5 separate regions of the Sus scrofa genome follow, and regions 2, 3, 4 and 5 are each linked to region 1. A link is a contact called in public Hi-C and HiChIP or PLAC-seq data. All regions are on one chromosome and are shown on one strand. The core of a region is the stretch at or near the end of the contact, and the rest is flanking DNA. Distances in the headings are between cores, read along the strand shown. Region 1 holds the start of PYGL (glycogen phosphorylase L). Region 2 holds the start of C1H14orf166 (chromosome 1 open reading frame, human C14orf166). Region 3 holds the start of L2HGDH (L-2-hydroxyglutarate dehydrogenase, mitochondrial). Region 4 overlaps LOC106509105 (a long non-coding RNA gene). Region 5 holds the start of SOS2 (son of sevenless homolog 2).

Region 1 (3,195 bases), core at 199-2,698:
AGCCAATAAACGTTTACATATATTTCCGACTGCCTCTAGGATCTACCCCATCTTTCACGGTTTTCAATACACCTCCAACCAGCGTTTCCAGTTTCCTCTCCCAAGACTCACACCCACCCTCACTGCAGCTGCCAGCGCTGCTCTCTCACCCTGTCTCTGCACAACACAATCCCTCTGGTTGCCAAGTCCTCTTCAATTTTCCCCTTCCCAGATCGGCCAGGTAGAGTGTTCCTCCGTGATGAGGCAGCGTCCACTCCAGCCCCTGCGCAGTGGGTAGGGGTGGTCTGTGAACAGCCTGTTACAGCAAGTCTGTAGCCTGGCCCTGCACCTCCACCCCGCAGGACTCAAGTCAGTCCAGGAGGTAGTTCTTCTGTGGCGCAGCGGGATATGGCGTTGTCACTGCATTGGCTTGGTCGCTGCTGTGGTGCCACCGAATGAATCCCTGGCCTGGGAACTTTCACATGCCGAGTGAGGCGGTCAAACAAGCAAACAAACAAAACAAAAAACAACAACAAAAGGGCTGCCAAGTCCTCCACGCCCGACTCCCAGGAACTGGGGAAAGCAGGGGAGGGGTGGGGACAGAGCTCTGATGGGGGAGAACTCTATCCTCCCTCTCCACCACACCCAGGCAGTGCCTACAGCAGGCCACCTAGTCCTCAAAGCACCTTCCTCCAACTCTGGCCCACCTGCCCCCTCAGCTCCTACTGCCCTTTGACGATCTTTGCATTCGTCTCTCCTCCCTAAACATTGAGCTTCCCCGAGGCAAGGCATTAACCGCTTTGTTCAGGGCCTACTATCTGGGGCCTGTGCCTGGCACCCAGGAGACGCCAGCTACCTCTGGATTAAAACCTTAAGAGTAGATGCACCAAAAAAGTTAATGAATTTAAGCAGAGAGGCGAGGGAGGCCTAGCCATCTACTCGGGACGGTCCCTGGGGGCGGGCAGAGCTGTGGTTTGGGTGAGATGACGCTCGGGGTGGGGTGTTAGCGGAGTGCCGGATCTGTCCCCCGGGCTGCCCAGCCGCCGCCCAGACACTGCCCTGGACTTCCCGGGCAGCGAGAGCCGGGTTAGGAGAGGTCACAGCGAGGGCTCCTCCCAACGGCCCCGGACGCCGCCAGGACAGCCGGCTGCTGGAGTGCGCGGCCCCGGAAGGGTGCGACCGGTGCATGGGCGGCAAGGAAACCACCGCGCGGCGCCGGGCTCGTACCTTGGGGCACTTCTCATAGTAGTACTGCTGCGTGCGGATCCAGCGCCCCACCAGGTGGTCGCGCACTGTGTGCGCCAGCGCGAAGAAGTAGTCGCGAGGGGTGGCCACATTACGGTCCTTGACCAGTGTGAAATGCAGGTGTCGGTTGAAGCCCTTCTTCAGCTCGGCCACGTTCTCCACGCCCACGATGCCGCGGATGCTGATCTGCCGCCGCTTCTCCTGGTCTGTCAGGGGCTTGGCCATGGCGGCGGGCAGCGCAGCCAGCGGGACGCGCTTCCCAAGGCGCCGGGTGGCAGGACAGGGGCGGAGCCTCTTCGCGCCGCAGGCCGCTTTTGAGTCTCAGGAAAGTTTGGGGTCTGCCCCTCCGCACGGCGCCGCCCGGGTTCCAGCTCCCACGACTGTCCGGCGCAGCGGAGGGAGGGCCGGCCCCTCCCGGGGCTCTGGGCGGAGCTGGGCGGTAGCTGAGGTCTGAGGGCGAGCGTGCTCAGCCTTCCTGCCTGGCTGGTGGCCAGGAGGGGCTGAACCCTCTTGGCGGCAGAAGGTGGGACCTTGGGTGACGCACAAGAGTGCGAGGCTCCCTTCCGGATCTGTGGATTATGTGTCTGTTGGGGCGATGCGGGGGAGCGGGTGGATGGGACATTGGTTCTGTCTCCTCACTCTAAAGTCTTGGGTACTAGAAGTATGTCAGTGTGTGAAAGCGTGGTAAGCAGATAAGGTAGGGAGCCCCTGGAGAAAGAGAACCAGGCACGGCTTTCTTGAAATAAAAGAAGGCATTTTTGGCCTAAGCCCCTTTGTGATGTAAGCTGCTAAGCCCTTGCATAGGTCTCAGTAACTATGGATAGTAAGGAAAATAAGAGAATGCAGGAACAAATGAAAAGCGGTCAAGAAACAGGAGGTCAGCAATAAAACCGTCCAGTTCCAGATATATTGACAATCCCATACCCTTTATGTTCTGCAGGAACTAAGGCCCCCATCCAGGTGGGGGATGGCATGATGACGCTGACCCTCCAGACTTTACTCAACTAAAGCTTGGACTCTGTTTACATTTACCCCATTTCTTTCCTGAGTTCTCAGCCCAAGCCCCTTCCTGATATGCATGTACCCATAGCTTAAAAATTCCCCTATTTTGGAGTTCCCTTCATGGTGCAGCGGAAACAAATCCGACTAGGAACCATGAGGTTGTGGGTTTGATCCCTGGCCTTGCTCAGTGGGTTGAGGATCCAGCGTTGCCATGAGCCATGGTGTAGGTCGCAAACTCGGCTTGGATCCTGCCTTGCTGTGGCTGTGGCTGTGGCGTAGGCCTGCGGCTACAGCTCCGACTGGACACCTAGCTTGGGAACCTCCATATGCTGTGGGTGCGGCCCTAAAAAGACAAAAAAAAAAAAAAAAAAAAAAATTCCCCCATTTTGCCATTGGGAGAGATACTGCTTGGGAAAGATCCCTGGTATTCTGTTTACTTGTTTCCTTATCTGCATATTTGGCTTGGCTGTGTCTTTTGGCTGACACCCACCAAGAGGCAAACCCCATTCGGGTAACAACGTGTTGCTGGCAAACTTTTGTTTTACAGAGATTTATTTGCTATGTTGTTATTATTGCTGTTATTTCCCACCTGGAGTGGGTTCTACCACAAGCTTCAGCAGGGATGGGGGTGGGGGAGTGTCTGCACTCTTATTTCAGTTGTTGAATGTCCCTCTAAGTCCTTGGCGCCCCTCCCATCTTGGATCCTGGACCTCAGAAAGGAACCCCAGGGTGCCCTTTGCTTTCAGTTCAGGTTTTGAGGACTCAGGAATTTGGGGTTATTGACTCTTAGACCCAGGCTTGCCTTGTCAAAATACCCTACTGTTCAGCTGCAGAGACAGGTTAATGAGAATCAGAAGTCCTGAGTTGGACCTTCAGGCTGGTTAAGTGGCAGGGGCTTTTACCTTAGGCCTCTTGTTTGAATTATGTTTTAGCTGAACAGGGGGGGGGGGGAGGAGAAAAGAGAAAGAT
Region 2 (2,938 bases), core at 51-2,550, 980 kb after region 1:
TATACTTGAATATCCTGAAAATATCTCACTCATTTGTATGGCCCACAAGTACCAGCACAGTGTTTAATTATAATCTGTTGAAATAAAATGAAGCATATAAAGTTGGCTTGCCTCCAAGAACATCAATAGCTCCCCTTAGCATGGCATGAAAGGTCGTTTTTGATCAGGCCCTGGTCTTTGGCTAAGTCTCATCCACTGTCATTCTCTTCTACCCTCCAACTTCCATAAGCTCTAGCCACTCTGGCCCAGCTGCTGTTCACTCCTTTACTTTGTATGTCTTCTTCCCTCAATGCAAGCTACCCTTTTGATGGTATGGCAAACTCCTCACCATCTTCAAGCCATAGTTCAGACTTGTTTGTTTTGTCTTCCCTCAACAACCTTTTAAACTTCAGGAGAGTACGGGCCTGGTAGGTCTTGCTCACTGCTGTCTCTCCAGTGTATGAATGCAGATTGGGGGAATGAAGAAGCATATTAATATATAAATTGAAGTTTTGATTATTTCAAAGGCAGCAGGAACCCACAAAAGGATACTAAGCATTAAACGGTAATGAACAGGTTTTTGTTTCAGAAAATCACTATCATTGCTGACTGTGATGGTGGGAGTGGAGTTGGGAGGATTGGAAAAAGCAAGACTGGCCCTAAGAAATAAGATAGAATAAGCAAAAATGATGAAGGCCTGATTTGAGGTAGCATCAGTGAGGTTGGGAGGAGGAGAGGGATTTGAGAAAGACATGAGAGACAGAACAGCATGAATTAATGAAGTATTGGATGTTGTAATTGAGGTTGATAGGGAGTGAAGGATAAGTCCAGGTTTTTGGCTTCAAGATTCCATAGCTGCTAGTGATGTCTGGAACTATTATACAGTATTATATTTGTTTGTTTACCTGTCGATCACTCCCTACTTAGTGAGAAAGGGACCTTGCTAAAAAGTCTTTTTTATTAGCAGCGTTAGAAGGAGGCATGTAATAATTCAATGAATGGGTGAATACGCTGAAAATACTAAACAGATTATACGATTCAATAAGAGGCATGGCGATAGCAGAATCTAAGTATACCGTGCTCTGCGGGGTGTATCAACACCGCGAGGAAAACAACAGGTAACCGGCCACTAAGTTGCATTCTGCCTAATGCACAACTAGTAAGCTGACAATAAAGTTTATTTGAGCGTCGACGTGCCTCAACGTGGCCCCGCCTCCCCAACCGGAGCTACGATTGGTGGGCATTGGCCGGCGGCTGCCGATCCTAAAGCCAGGATTGGCTAAGGCCGCCGTCATTTCGGAGCGTCCCGGCTCCCGACGCCCTCTCGCCGCGTCGTCGGTGCCTGCGCCGCTCGCTCTTCCTCGGTTCTCCCCTCCCGGCTGAAGACCGGGGACCGGAGCGAGCAGACTGGGACCATGTTCCGACGCAAGCTGACGGCCCTCGACTACCACAATCCTGCTGGCTTCAACTGCAAAGGTGAGGCGGCGGCCTTGGGCCGGCCGCGTGTCAGTGACCCCGCGGGCCACCGCTCCCTCGGCGCCGGCATCCGGGCACGCTACCCGGGCCGTTCGCGGCCTTGTCTCCCCGGGACTTATCTTCTCCCACCCGCCGGGCACCTGAAGCTTCCTTGGCTTCAGAGCCCCGTCACCCGTTCTTTGTGTCCTTGCTAAACTCCGGACACCACTCTCACCTCCTGCCCGCACCCTCAGCTCTCTAGAGGGAAAGTCTTTTTTTCTCTTAGCCCTCAATGCGCTGGTTGCCGGGTCACAGGGTGACGCCGTGAGCACCTGCTGGGGGCCAGCGCAGTGCTGGAATCCGAGGAAGATGCGGCGTAACTTGAACACCAGTTAGTTCACTGCCTGCCAGGAACTAAGGGGTCGGGGTGGGCAGTGAGAACCCACCGAGCAGTTTGAGCTCAAATGTTAATGAGGTCCTGGGCTGGCAGTGTTGGGATACACGCGTATAATAACGGGCTAATTACAGTGTGTGGGTCGTGCAAAAAAAGTTAGCAGCAGCTGAATGGGGCGGTTGAATTGTAAATACGAAGGTATTTGGGATTTCACAGTGTTAAAATTGTAGAAGAAAAAAAAGTATTAAGATTGCTACCCCACTGTTACACAGCTACTACCCACCACTACTTGTTTTTTTTCCAGAATTCTTAGCCTGTAGTAGACTAGTAAGTTTGAAAGTGTTCAAGTACAACCTGGCATGTTCAGAAGATGGTGAAATTCTCAAGACTTCATAATTTGAATTCCAGCTTGAATTTTGAAATTGAAAATAATTTCCAAGCAGTCTAACAGTGTTTTGTTGATCTCCTGTAGAAGCATGTCAATTTATAGACTCTTGTTTTTCTACTTTGCCTTTTATTTAACAAAAAAGGTTCAAGGCAGTAGAGCTTAGAGCTGGATTTCAAATCTTTGAGCCTCAATTTTCACACTTGTGCGATAAGGATATTCCTACCGCAAGAGAATGTGAGGTACATGAACACCTATGAACTTTTTCATGAATGGTTTTAATATGCTGTAATAGTAAACAGTAGTAGTTGACTGTATCGCCTTTGTATTTATCATTTAATTTGACATCCCCCCCCCCTTCTTTTTACTGCTGCATCTGTGGCATATGGAAGTTCCCAGGCTAGCTGTTGAATCAGAGCTGCAGCTACCAGCCTACACCACAGCCACGGCAATACCAGATCTGAGCCACATCTGCAGCCTATGCCTCAGGTTGTGCCAATGCTGGATCCTTAATCCACTGAGCAAGGCCAGGGATTGAATCGAATCTTCACAAAAACGTCAGGTCTTAACCTGTTGAGCCACATGGGAAAACCATCCTTTAATTTCTTGTACTTTATTATTGCTGTAAATTTAATGTTTTCCAATTCTTCCTCCTCCCTTCCCCAAAGGAACTTGGAAAATAACTGATATTTTAATAGCAAAACTATGTGCCAGATACTTTTAAT
Region 3 (3,232 bases), core at 710-3,209, 630 kb before region 1:
TAGGAATGTAAAACAGTACAGCCATTCTGGAAAAAGAGCATGGCAGTTTCCTCAGAAACTATACCTGTGCGTACTACACGTCTTAGCAATTGCACTCTTTGGAATTTATCGCAGAGAAATGAAAACTTAATGTGCCTACAAAAATCTGTACATGTGTTCATAGCAGCTTTATTCATAATAGTCAAAACTGGAAATAGCCCAGATACCATTCAACTGGTTAAGCAAAGTGTAATACATCTAACACCACAGAGTGCTACTCAACAATTAAATGGAACCCACTATCAACACAGGCAACACCTTGGATTGATTGCAAGGATATTACGCTGTGTGAAAAAAGCCAATCTCAAAAGGTTACGTATTGTGTAATTCCACTTACATAACATTCTCAAAATTACCAAACCATAGAGCTAAAAATTTGTGGTTGCCAATGGTGAGAAAAGGTGGAGAGATGAGGTGTGAACACAAAGGGGTGGGTAACAAAATCTCTGTACTGATGGAACATTTGTTTCTTAATTGTGGTGGCAGTTACCCAAATTAACACATGTGATTAAACTGCATAGAAACACACACAAATACACAAATGAGTGCATTTAAATGATGAAATCTGAACAAGGTCTATGGATTGTACCAACGTCAATTTCCTAGTTTTGATACTGTATTACAGTTATGTAAGATGTTATTATTGGGGTAAATTGGGTGAAAAAGGCTACATGAGTACTCTCTGCTCTTTTTAAACTTCCTATGGATCTTTAATTACCTCAAAATAAAAAGTATAAATGAAACTTCACTCACCTTACTTTTCTTCTCTTAAGAAAAAGTTCCTAAAAGAACTGTCTACATACCCACACGATGAATCACTAAATCCTATTCCACTCTAACCCCTCTCCAATCTACTAATACATAGCAGCCAGAGTCAACTTTTGAAACATCAACATTTAATCACTTCTTAGAAATCCTCTAAAAGACTCCTAGCGGTCTTAGAACAAGGTTTCATACATAGTTAACACAAAAACCCTGCTGTGGTGCAGCCCCTCTCCACACGGTCTCTGTTCCTCTAAGCTCCAGTCACACTGATCTTGCTCACATTCTAGTTCTCTCAACAACCAAGAACTTTCCAGCTTTGAAACCTTCGCATAAACCATTCCCTCTACAGATAGCAGAGAAAGTCTCCAAACTTCGAATCACAGGATGCTGAATTCTGCAGGGTTTGCCTAGCAACTAACTGAGCTGCTTCTCACAGGGGCAACTCTATGCAGCATGTGTGTGCCAAGAACTGATTTAAGACCGGTTTCAGACCTTCCAAGTAAAACCATGGAGGCCAGCGAATAAACAGCCTATTTGATTGTTTACAGTGTGCTAGGTCCTTTAATCCCGCAAACGACCACCTACGCAATAGACTAGGATCCTATTCACAGCTGAGCCTTTAAGGAGCTTAAGTAACCCTCCCAGAGTGGACTAGGAGGTGGTGGATTTGTATTCAAAGCCTCAAGTATTCTTGACCTCTACTCAACACTGCCTTTCTTACTCTTTTCCTCACAGACACTACGAACGATTCCAGCAGGTAGCTCCTGGGATCAGAGGTTGGAGCCCGGGCTGCACAAGATCTCGACCTTCTCTCGCGCCTAGGACAGGGAAACAGAGCAAGGGCAGAGGTCCAGCACCAGGCACTTCTGAGAGAAGCAGCGCAAGCGGCGGGGGCGGGCCAGCGGCTACTCACCTGGTGCTGGCTCTGCGGCCACCTTGGCACAACAGCCAGAGGTTCCCTGGCGCGGGCGCGCCAGCAGCGAGGAAGCCTCCGGAGAAAGCCCCGCGGGCACGTCCGTAGACGCTGCCCAGGTAACGCAGCGCCGGCACCATCACCGGTGCCCCACTCCTACCCTGCCTCAAGCCCCAGAAGCGGCCCTGGATCCCAGCACTGCCCAAGTCCCAGTGCTGTCTAGCCCCGCCTCTTGCGCAGGGGCCAATGAGAGGCGCGCCTTTGCCTCACGTGGGAGCCGCCATTAATGGCCAATGGGCGCGCGCGGCAAAGGGCGAAGGGCAGGCCGGCGCTACCGTAGACGCCAGGGACGCTCACTCGCTCCCTCCCTCCCTTCGACGCTGTGAGTAAGGAGCTAGTCCCCGAGCGGGGCGGGACTAGGGGGTGGTTACGCTCTGCCTTTTCCCTTCTGCCCTAGCTGGGCAGACTGAAAATCTGGCGTGCCGACTCTCGCGTCCTCGACTTCGCTGCCGAGTGGACTCGGGGCCGCGAGAGAAAGTCGGGGGATGATTATGGAAAAAATTTTGGTTTGGGCAGGCCCAACAACCTCCCTTTTCTAGGCCCCGCCTTCTCAACCTCCCTCTGTCTGCGACTCTCGAAGCCCAGCCCCGCGTCACTCAAGGCCCCGCCCCGCACCGGAGGCCCCACCCCCTCTCAACCCCTCTCCACGTCACTCAAGGCCCTTTGCTGGGCACCGCAGTCTCCCACCCACGTAGGGGCGCTCGCTGCCCCGCCCTAGCTTCATTCGAACCGAGGGTCTGTCATGGCAACGCCTGTTAGCCTGCAGTTTCCTGGACTTCTATATATGGGCCTCCTAGCGCGTCATTCTTTCAGTCATTTATTGGTCCTTTAAATATTAAGAGGCTTGGTGAACCAGAGGGCTTGGTCTCTATAATTATTTAGCAATCTGTTTCCTTTTCTTAAATCCTGGACCGAGATACAGTTTTAAATATGCTGTGCGGGGCTAAGAATAGCGACTCACCTGTGCAGGTCACTTCAGATCTGTTTATCTGTAAAATGAAGGAAGTGGACTATGTGATCTTTGAAAGACCTTTGTAAAACTACGTGATTCTGTATCGCTATGCCTGTTTATCGCTATGCTCCCTATGCTTGATGGAAGTTTTTAATCTTTAGGGTCAGGACAGCTGAAGGGAACGAAAATAGAATGATGTAGCCTTATTGCTGGAAGGGCTTGATACCTCTCTGAATTTGGCTCCACTTATTAATCAGGTAGCTTGGGGAAGTCATTTCACCTCTTCGCCTCAGAACCTCCTCTGTGAACTAGGAGTTCTCCCTCATAGGGCTTTTTTTGCAGATTATATGATATAAGGCTTATCAGATGTTTAGCACAGAAAAGTGTTCAATAAAATGATGGCTTTTGTTATGTTTAAATGGTTTTATCACCTGGACAGTTGTACATATTTTCTTTATTTGTGAAGACATTGTGGAATGTTACCTGCTCGTTCATCACAAATG
Region 4 (3,077 bases), core at 529-3,028, 730 kb after region 1:
CCTGCCTCCTATACCATTAATAGCAGCACTGCCTAACCCTCCACCCACAGCACCTGAAACAGGTTCTTGGCCCCACAGGCACCCTGTGAATTTGAGTTGAATGAATGAAGCAGCATTGGATTATGCGAACAAGAGAGATGCTTCTCTCCATTCTAAAATGCACGTTTTCTTGGAGTTCCCGTCCTGACTCAGCAGAAACAAACCTGAGTAGTATCCATGAGGACGCATGTTCAATCCCTGGCCTCACTCATTGGGTTAAGGATCCGGCATTGCTGTGAGCTGTGGTCTAGGCCAGCGGCTACAGCTCTGATTTGACCGCTATCCTAGCCTGGGAACCTCCATATGCCATGGGCGCGGCCCTAAAAATACAAAAAATAAAACGCATGTTTTATTGTTCTGGACCTAGGTTGCATCTTACAGTGAATGCGCATGTTTGAGGGTGTGTTTCGCTCCCATTCCTACCTGAAAACTCTTTCTTAGTGTATCAAGTACGCATGTTGGAAACCATGTCTTAGCACCAATGCAGGACAGCAAACACTATCCTGAGCTCTGTAGCTTAGCTATCTCCAAACCCAGGACACTCTTTCTGAGCAATGAGGAGGAGAGAGGCACATCAAAGGGAATCAAATAAGGAAACCAGTGCCCAGGAACAGTCAGGAGGAATGTAAAGCATAAAGGATGTCAGTAGAGGTCAGGGCGGGCTGCCAGTGGTCTTCATTGGGCACTGAGCTGTATGAATTTCTCTTCCTCTCCTGCCTCCCCCATCCCACTTTGGTGTTGATTAATGTGCCAGAGACCACGCCTCTGATGGCCTAGAGTCCTGGGGTGGCAGGACACATGGGCCTAGTCCTCATGGAGTCCTGGGCATGCACAAAGCTGAAGGCTCCACTCAGGGGCTGCTTGGATTGGAACTTGAAGCCTTCTACCAAAGTGTGGTTCTGCAGCAACTGCTTCAGAACCAGTCAGAGTGTGCATAACACGCAGATTCTTTGGGCCCAACCCCTCCACCCCAGAATCAGCCTCCATAAGCAGTGCCCAGAATCTGCTTTTTAATAAGCTCCCCACCCCCCAAACACGATTCTTATGTGAGTGGTTCTTAAACTTAACAAATGAAAATGAAGGAAGTATATGATTCACAAAGGGAATTAACTCAACTCCAAGCAGCTTCTATTACAAATGAGAAAGGAATCCCACAAGCCACTGCTGGAGGCGCTCGGGTCTGGAGTGAGGTCTCGTCAGCAAGGCAGGGCCTGGGGGCAGAAAACAGAGCTGGGCTCCGGAGCGTCCGCCTCCTGTTCTTGGCTGCAGCCTGACCCCTGGTGGTCAGAGTGAGTGGTTTAGTACAAAGGACCCAGAACCTTTGGCTATTTGGGATGCCAGGAAATGTTGTAACAAACTCCACCTCAGCAACCAAAGGCTCTATTGCCAAAACTAGGATGATTTGAGGAGGAAGATATTCGTATGTTATGGATTTTCCAAATTCCTTGTTTGACCTCCATTGTTGACTCATCCTGTCAATGCCCCTCCCCAAACATCTCTAGGTTGCATTTTAGCTACATTTCTGCATCTCATCTGAGGGAAGAGAGCAGGACAAGGAGTTTTGTTTTTTGTTTTGTTTTTTTAAGGCTGGAGATGTGGCCAGAATTCGCAAACTAAAAACAGGTCACAGGTGTACCCACAGTCTCCCTAATGCCGCTGCCTTTTCCTCATCAGCCCAGGTCCACTCTGCCTCTCACCCGGCTGGCGCACCTGAACCCACAGAGGAGTGAGTGAGCCCGTGAGCCGGCCTCACCGTGGCAGCAGTCCTCCCTCTGCCCACCTGGTAAAGGGAGGCTCATTTAGCACCAGGACATGGAACCTGTCAACTTGCTGAAGCTCAGCCTCTCCCAGGATGCAGGTGGTCATGAAAACAGGTAATTTAAAGAAGTCTCTCCAGTAATATACCACCCTCTCCCTCTCCTTTTTAATTCTTAGGCATTTGTAACAACAGAAAGAGATTATCAGACTTGAATGATGAATAAGAGTGTGTGTTTGCATTTCCAGAACTGAAATACAGAGCTCAAATCAGTGACTGCAAAAAAAAAAAAAAAAAAAAAAAGCTGAGTTATTGTAAAGAAGGTAGCAAATTCAGAGAGGGGAAAGTTCAACCCAGAGTCAGTGGAAGGGAAGCTCTGCCTGAGAGGCAGGACCTGAGTTGGTTCAGGGTTGACTCTTCAGGTGTTTGCACACTTGTCTGAGAGCTCTCTGTAAGGAAGGCTTTGAGCTGAATGCTAGGAAGTCAAAATAAATAAAAATAAGGCCTCTGACTCCTCCCTTCAAGTTCTTAGTCTTTCGGGAGGCTGTGGAAAGTCATAGGAGCCAACAACTATCACACTATTTGGACTCTGATTTTTTTTTTTTTTTTTTTTTTTTTTTTTTGGCATTTTAGAGCCCCACCCACAGCATATGGAAGTTCCCAGGCTAGGGGTCAAATGGGAGCTGCAGTCACTGACCTACACCACAGCCACAGCAATGCCAGATCCTTAACCACTGAGCAAGGCCAGGGATCAAACCCACATCCTCATGGATACTAGTTGGGTTCATTCCTGCTGAGCCACAACAGGAACTCCTGGACTCTGAATTTATGTGGCATGTTTAGCTCTTTGATTTGCTGTGTGATTATCATCATCTCTCTTGTTTGCCAAACCCATAGAAGTTTACTTCATTCTCACCATAATCCTAACATTATTTACTACTTTCCCCTTTGTATAAATGAGGAAACTGACCCCTTAGGGAGAACAGATATTGTATCCAAGATCAAATAGCTGGGAAGTGGGGGAGCCGACCCAGCATGAGCCTGACTCCAGAGCTCACTGTCACCCACTAGGCGACAACATCCTCCAGGGCCTCCCCCTCTAATCTTGTTCTGTGCTCTCACATCCTTTCCTCCTGTCTCTGAGGATAAGGCCCATGGCTGTCAAAGCTCAATCGTCACTTCACCCCTCCCTTCCCGTTGTTAGGACCTGTCCATTCTCCTCCTCTTCCTGCACCCTCAGTTCATCCCTTCTGCGCGTTCCTTCCCCTCAGCCCGTGAATGT
Region 5 (3,286 bases), core at 486-2,985, 690 kb before region 1:
TTAAAATATACTACTTACTTTATTTATTTATAAAAATTTAATGTTTAAAGATTTATTTTCCACGAGTTCCCATTGTCGCACACCCGGAAACGAATGTGACTAGTATTCACGTGGATGCAGGTTTGATCCCCGGCCTCGTTCAGTGAGTCAGGGATCCAGCATTGTCGTGAGCTGTGGTGTAGATCACAGACTGAGCTTGGATCTGGCATGGCTGTGGCAGGTGCAGCTCCAATTCGACCTCTAGCCTGGGAACGTCCATATGCCGTGGGTGTAGCCCTAAAAAAACAAAAAGAAAAGAAATTATTTTCCAAGGGCAGTCTTTTAAATTAATGTTTATTCTTTCCTTATTATTTTAAAATTTATTCTTAGTTATTTTGCACAAAAGGCATCTGCATCAATGGCACGGAAAACCCATGTTCAGCAGGTTTGGTATCTTTTCCTGCACTGATTTACAGTCTTTAATTTGTCTTGATCTTACAAAAGGTTTCAATATAAAAATGACAGTATGATTATTACCTAAATTCAGATGAAAACTGACATCATCTACAGGAGAGATGCACCCTAGCGATGCACCCAACCTTAAGACTAATTTTTAAGAGCTGCTCCTTTTCTGTCCCCTTAAAATGATTCTAAACTCTAAACTGCACTCAGTGAAGAAACTGACCGAATTTTATAGGGGAAATCGCTCGTAAACAGGTGGGATGCCTTTTGCAGGAACGGAGAAGGCACTTTAAACTTACCTCAAGAATTGTTTTTACAAATATCATGGCTCACTGACATTTCGCACTCCTGAAACGCATCCATCTTATTGTTAAAAAAAAAAAAAAAGGACTACCTCTTAAGTGAGAGGACACCCTTCACGAGCGAACTGCCGAAGGGAACAGCCCCAAAGAACTTAATTAAAAGTTAATTACCTGGCCTGAAAATGTGCTTTTGTTTTAGAAACTAAATACCAGCGGGACTTTCTCTTGCCCTGAATCCAGCCTGAGGACAACAAATTGGTCAACGGCGGAAGTTGCCTGACGAAATGACTGCAACATGAAATCCAGTTTTATGATCACAACAAAACCTTCCTTCCGGGGCCAGGCAAAAACTTGAGATAAACGTCCTTTTGGATGCAACAGGCAATCGCGAGCTCCCCCCGCCCCCCCCCCGCCCCGCCACCGGCCGGGGAGGAAGCGCTCGGCCTCGGACCCGCAGAGAGGACGTACAGCTCCCCATCAGAGAGTCCGAGGGGCCGCGGCCCGCACCCCGCCCTCCAGGCGCCCTTCTCGGCCCCGTCACCTCCCTCGGTCCCCGCGGCCGATCGGACACCAGCACTGACCTTCCGCAGGGCCGAGACTAAGAGTCCCCGCCATTTCGGACTGTTCTCTTCGCTGAAGAACTCGTAGGGCTGCGGCGCCTGCTGCATGGCCCCGGCCGCAGAGCCTCCACATCGGGGTCGGCCCGCGGGCCGAAATGGGCCGGGCCGGTAGCCTGACAGGCAGGGCTCTGGCTGCGTCGCCTCGCCGGCCGCCGCCGCCGCCTCCCGCCCGGGCCGGGGCTACGGCCGAGGCTGCTCGGAGGCGGCGCCGGCGGGCGGGGGCTCCGGGGGCGGCTTCCTCGGCCCGGGCGGCCTCGCCTCGCGCCGCGTCCGCAGAGGAAGCGCGGCGGCCTCCTTTCCCGGCGGCGTTGGCCCGCTTCTCGGGCGGCTCCTCCTCCTTTGTCTGCGTTCGCAGCCCGGCGGGGGTTCAGCTGGCCTGGACCCTGCTCGGACTCCCGCTACGGCCGCGGCGGGCGGAGAACTACGGCGACAGCGGCGGCTTGTCTCCTCATCGCCTCTCCTCCGCCCTCCCAACCGGCAAACGCCGCCCGGCCCGGCCCGGCCCGGCCCGCCCGAGTCACCTCCAGAGGGCCCTGGGGACCGAGCGGGCGTGCGCGTCTAACGAGCGAGCTACACTGCAGCGCGCAGAGCGCTGACCGCCGCCGCCGCCCCTTCAGCAGCCGCGCACAGCGCCCCAGGGCCGCCGCGGAGCTCCGGATCCCAGCAGCGGCGGCTCGGCCCGCCCCCTCCGCCCGGCACTCATCCCTGGGAGCCGGAGTAGTCCTGCACGGAGCATGCGCGCCGCGAATGTGGCAGAGGCGCCGGCCAGGCGCGCGGGCCCTGCCCCAGGAGCGCCCCTGTCCTGGACGCTTAATGGGCGTCTGTTCCACATAGACTTCCCTGCTTGCTGACTGCGTTTTACACACACTCTCCCCCCTCTTGATCTTCCCCAGACAATCCTGAGTCGGTGCTACTCCTCGAGCCCAAGGACTCCAGTCGTGGGAAGCAGTAAAGGTATTTGTAAAGAAAAGGGCTTTCTGTCTGGACAGGATATTTAACGTACTTGTGTTCCACATGGCGTTTTTGTATATGGGCAATAGTAACTATATCATACGGTGGTGGTGTGGGGATTGAAGGAGGCGAGGCGTGGAAAGCCCTTAGCGCACAGTAGGGCCAAAAGGGGCAGATGACAACGTTAATTAGGCTTAATCCTTCACTTGCATGAGCCCCTATGTTCACAAAATTATCGTTTTTGTAAAACTTTTCATATTTTTGCATTGTTTTCTTCTCTCTCTTTTTTTTTTTTCTTTTGTCTTTTCAGGGCCGCACCCGCGGCATATGGAGGTTCCCAGGCCAGCGGTCCAATCAGACCTGTAGCCGGCAACCTACACCACAGTCACAGCAACTTGGGTTCTGAGCCACGTCTGCGACCTACATCACAGCTCAGCGCAACGATGGATCCTTAACCCACTGAGTGAGCCCAGGGATCAAACACCGCAAATCAGGTTCGCTAACCGCTGAGCCACGAAGGGAACTCCTGCACTGTTTTCTTAATGGTGTCCTCCAAATTGCGTAGGTGTGGTGTCAGATCCCACAAAAGCTGTGTCCGCCCTTGGGGCCCAGCCATGCTCATTAGCAACCCCGAAAATGTCCCGACTTTCCTGCGATGAAGACTCTGGAAACTTGATCATTATTTTTTGTTTGTGCTTTTTTTTTTTTTTTTTTTGTCTTTTTGCCACTTCTGGGCCGCTCCCTGGGCATATGGGGGTTCCCAGGCTAGGGGTCTAATCGGAGCTGTAGCCGCTGGCCTACACCACAGCCACAGCAACGCGGGATCCGAGCCACGTCTGAGACCTACACCACAGCTCAGGGCAATGCCGGATCCTTAACCCACTGAGCAAAGCCAGGGATCGAACCTGCAACCTCATGGTTCCTAGTCGGATTCGTTAACCACTGTGCCACGAAGGGAACTCCAAAACGTGA

The links. Hi-C and Micro-C count contacts between places; a contact is called where the count stands out from the background. HiChIP or PLAC-seq counts read pairs in DNA pulled down with a chosen protein or histone mark.
Region 2: a Hi-C map of liver shows a contact between it and region 1, with 6 times the contacts expected there. The contact joins the promoter of C1H14orf166 here to the promoter of PYGL in region 1. A contact is called at or near these places in 2 of 47 Hi-C or Micro-C datasets (heart right ventricle and liver).
Region 3: an H3K27ac HiChIP or PLAC-seq map of alveolar macrophages shows a contact between it and region 1. The contact joins the promoter of L2HGDH here to the promoter of PYGL in region 1. A contact is called at or near these places in 1 of 5 promoter capture datasets (liver), 2 of 47 Hi-C or Micro-C datasets (both in liver) and 1 of 2 datasets of contacts at active chromatin or transcription factors (alveolar macrophages).
Region 4: a Hi-C map of embryonic fibroblasts shows a contact between it and region 1, with 6 times the contacts expected there. The contact joins the enhancer-like site here to the promoter of PYGL in region 1. A contact is called at or near these places in 7 of 47 Hi-C or Micro-C datasets (embryonic fibroblasts, fetal skeletal muscle, fibroblasts and 4 more) and 1 of 2 datasets of contacts at active chromatin or transcription factors (skeletal muscle).
Region 5: a Hi-C map of liver shows a contact between it and region 1, with 6 times the contacts expected there. The contact joins the promoter of SOS2 here to the promoter of PYGL in region 1. A contact is called at or near these places in 1 of 47 Hi-C or Micro-C datasets (liver) and 1 of 2 datasets of contacts at active chromatin or transcription factors (alveolar macrophages).

The regions. Positions count from the first base shown.
Region 1 is chr1:180,702,676-180,705,870 of Sscrofa11.1, forward strand. PYGL (glycogen phosphorylase L) reads right to left here and starts at 1,449. Exons shown (of 21, transcript NM_001123172.1): 1 at 1,207-1,449. The coding sequence starts at 1,449.
Region 2 is chr1:181,680,068-181,683,005 of Sscrofa11.1, forward strand. It overlaps C1H14orf166 (chromosome 1 open reading frame, human C14orf166), which reads left to right and starts at 1,301. Exons shown (of 8, transcript NM_001243494.1): 1 at 1,301-1,455. The coding sequence starts at 1,395.
Region 3 is chr1:180,067,209-180,070,440 of Sscrofa11.1, forward strand. L2HGDH (L-2-hydroxyglutarate dehydrogenase, mitochondrial) reads right to left here and starts at 1,960. Exons shown (of 10, transcript XM_001926818.5): 1 at 1,718-1,960. The coding sequence starts at 1,857. ATP5S (ATP synthase subunit s, mitochondrial) reads left to right here and starts at 1,949. Exons shown (of 5, transcript XM_013993389.2): 1 at 1,949-2,099. The coding sequence starts at 1,964.
Region 4 is chr1:181,427,368-181,430,444 of Sscrofa11.1, forward strand. The region is part of intron 1 of LOC106509105 (a long non-coding RNA gene); the gene reads right to left. Among named protein-coding and RNA genes, the nearest start is that of GNG2, 56 kb to the right of the region's middle. Within about 2 kb of position 1,779, at least 18 of the 83 cell types and tissues checked have an H3K27ac peak or open chromatin away from gene starts, as enhancers often do. A contact at or near this core is called in embryonic fibroblasts, mesenteric adipose tissue, omental adipose tissue and 1 more, where this site is marked.
Region 5 is chr1:180,013,206-180,016,491 of Sscrofa11.1, forward strand. SOS2 (son of sevenless homolog 2) reads right to left here and starts at 1,736. Exons shown (of 23, transcript XM_021101439.1): 1 at 1,325-1,736. The coding sequence starts at 1,411.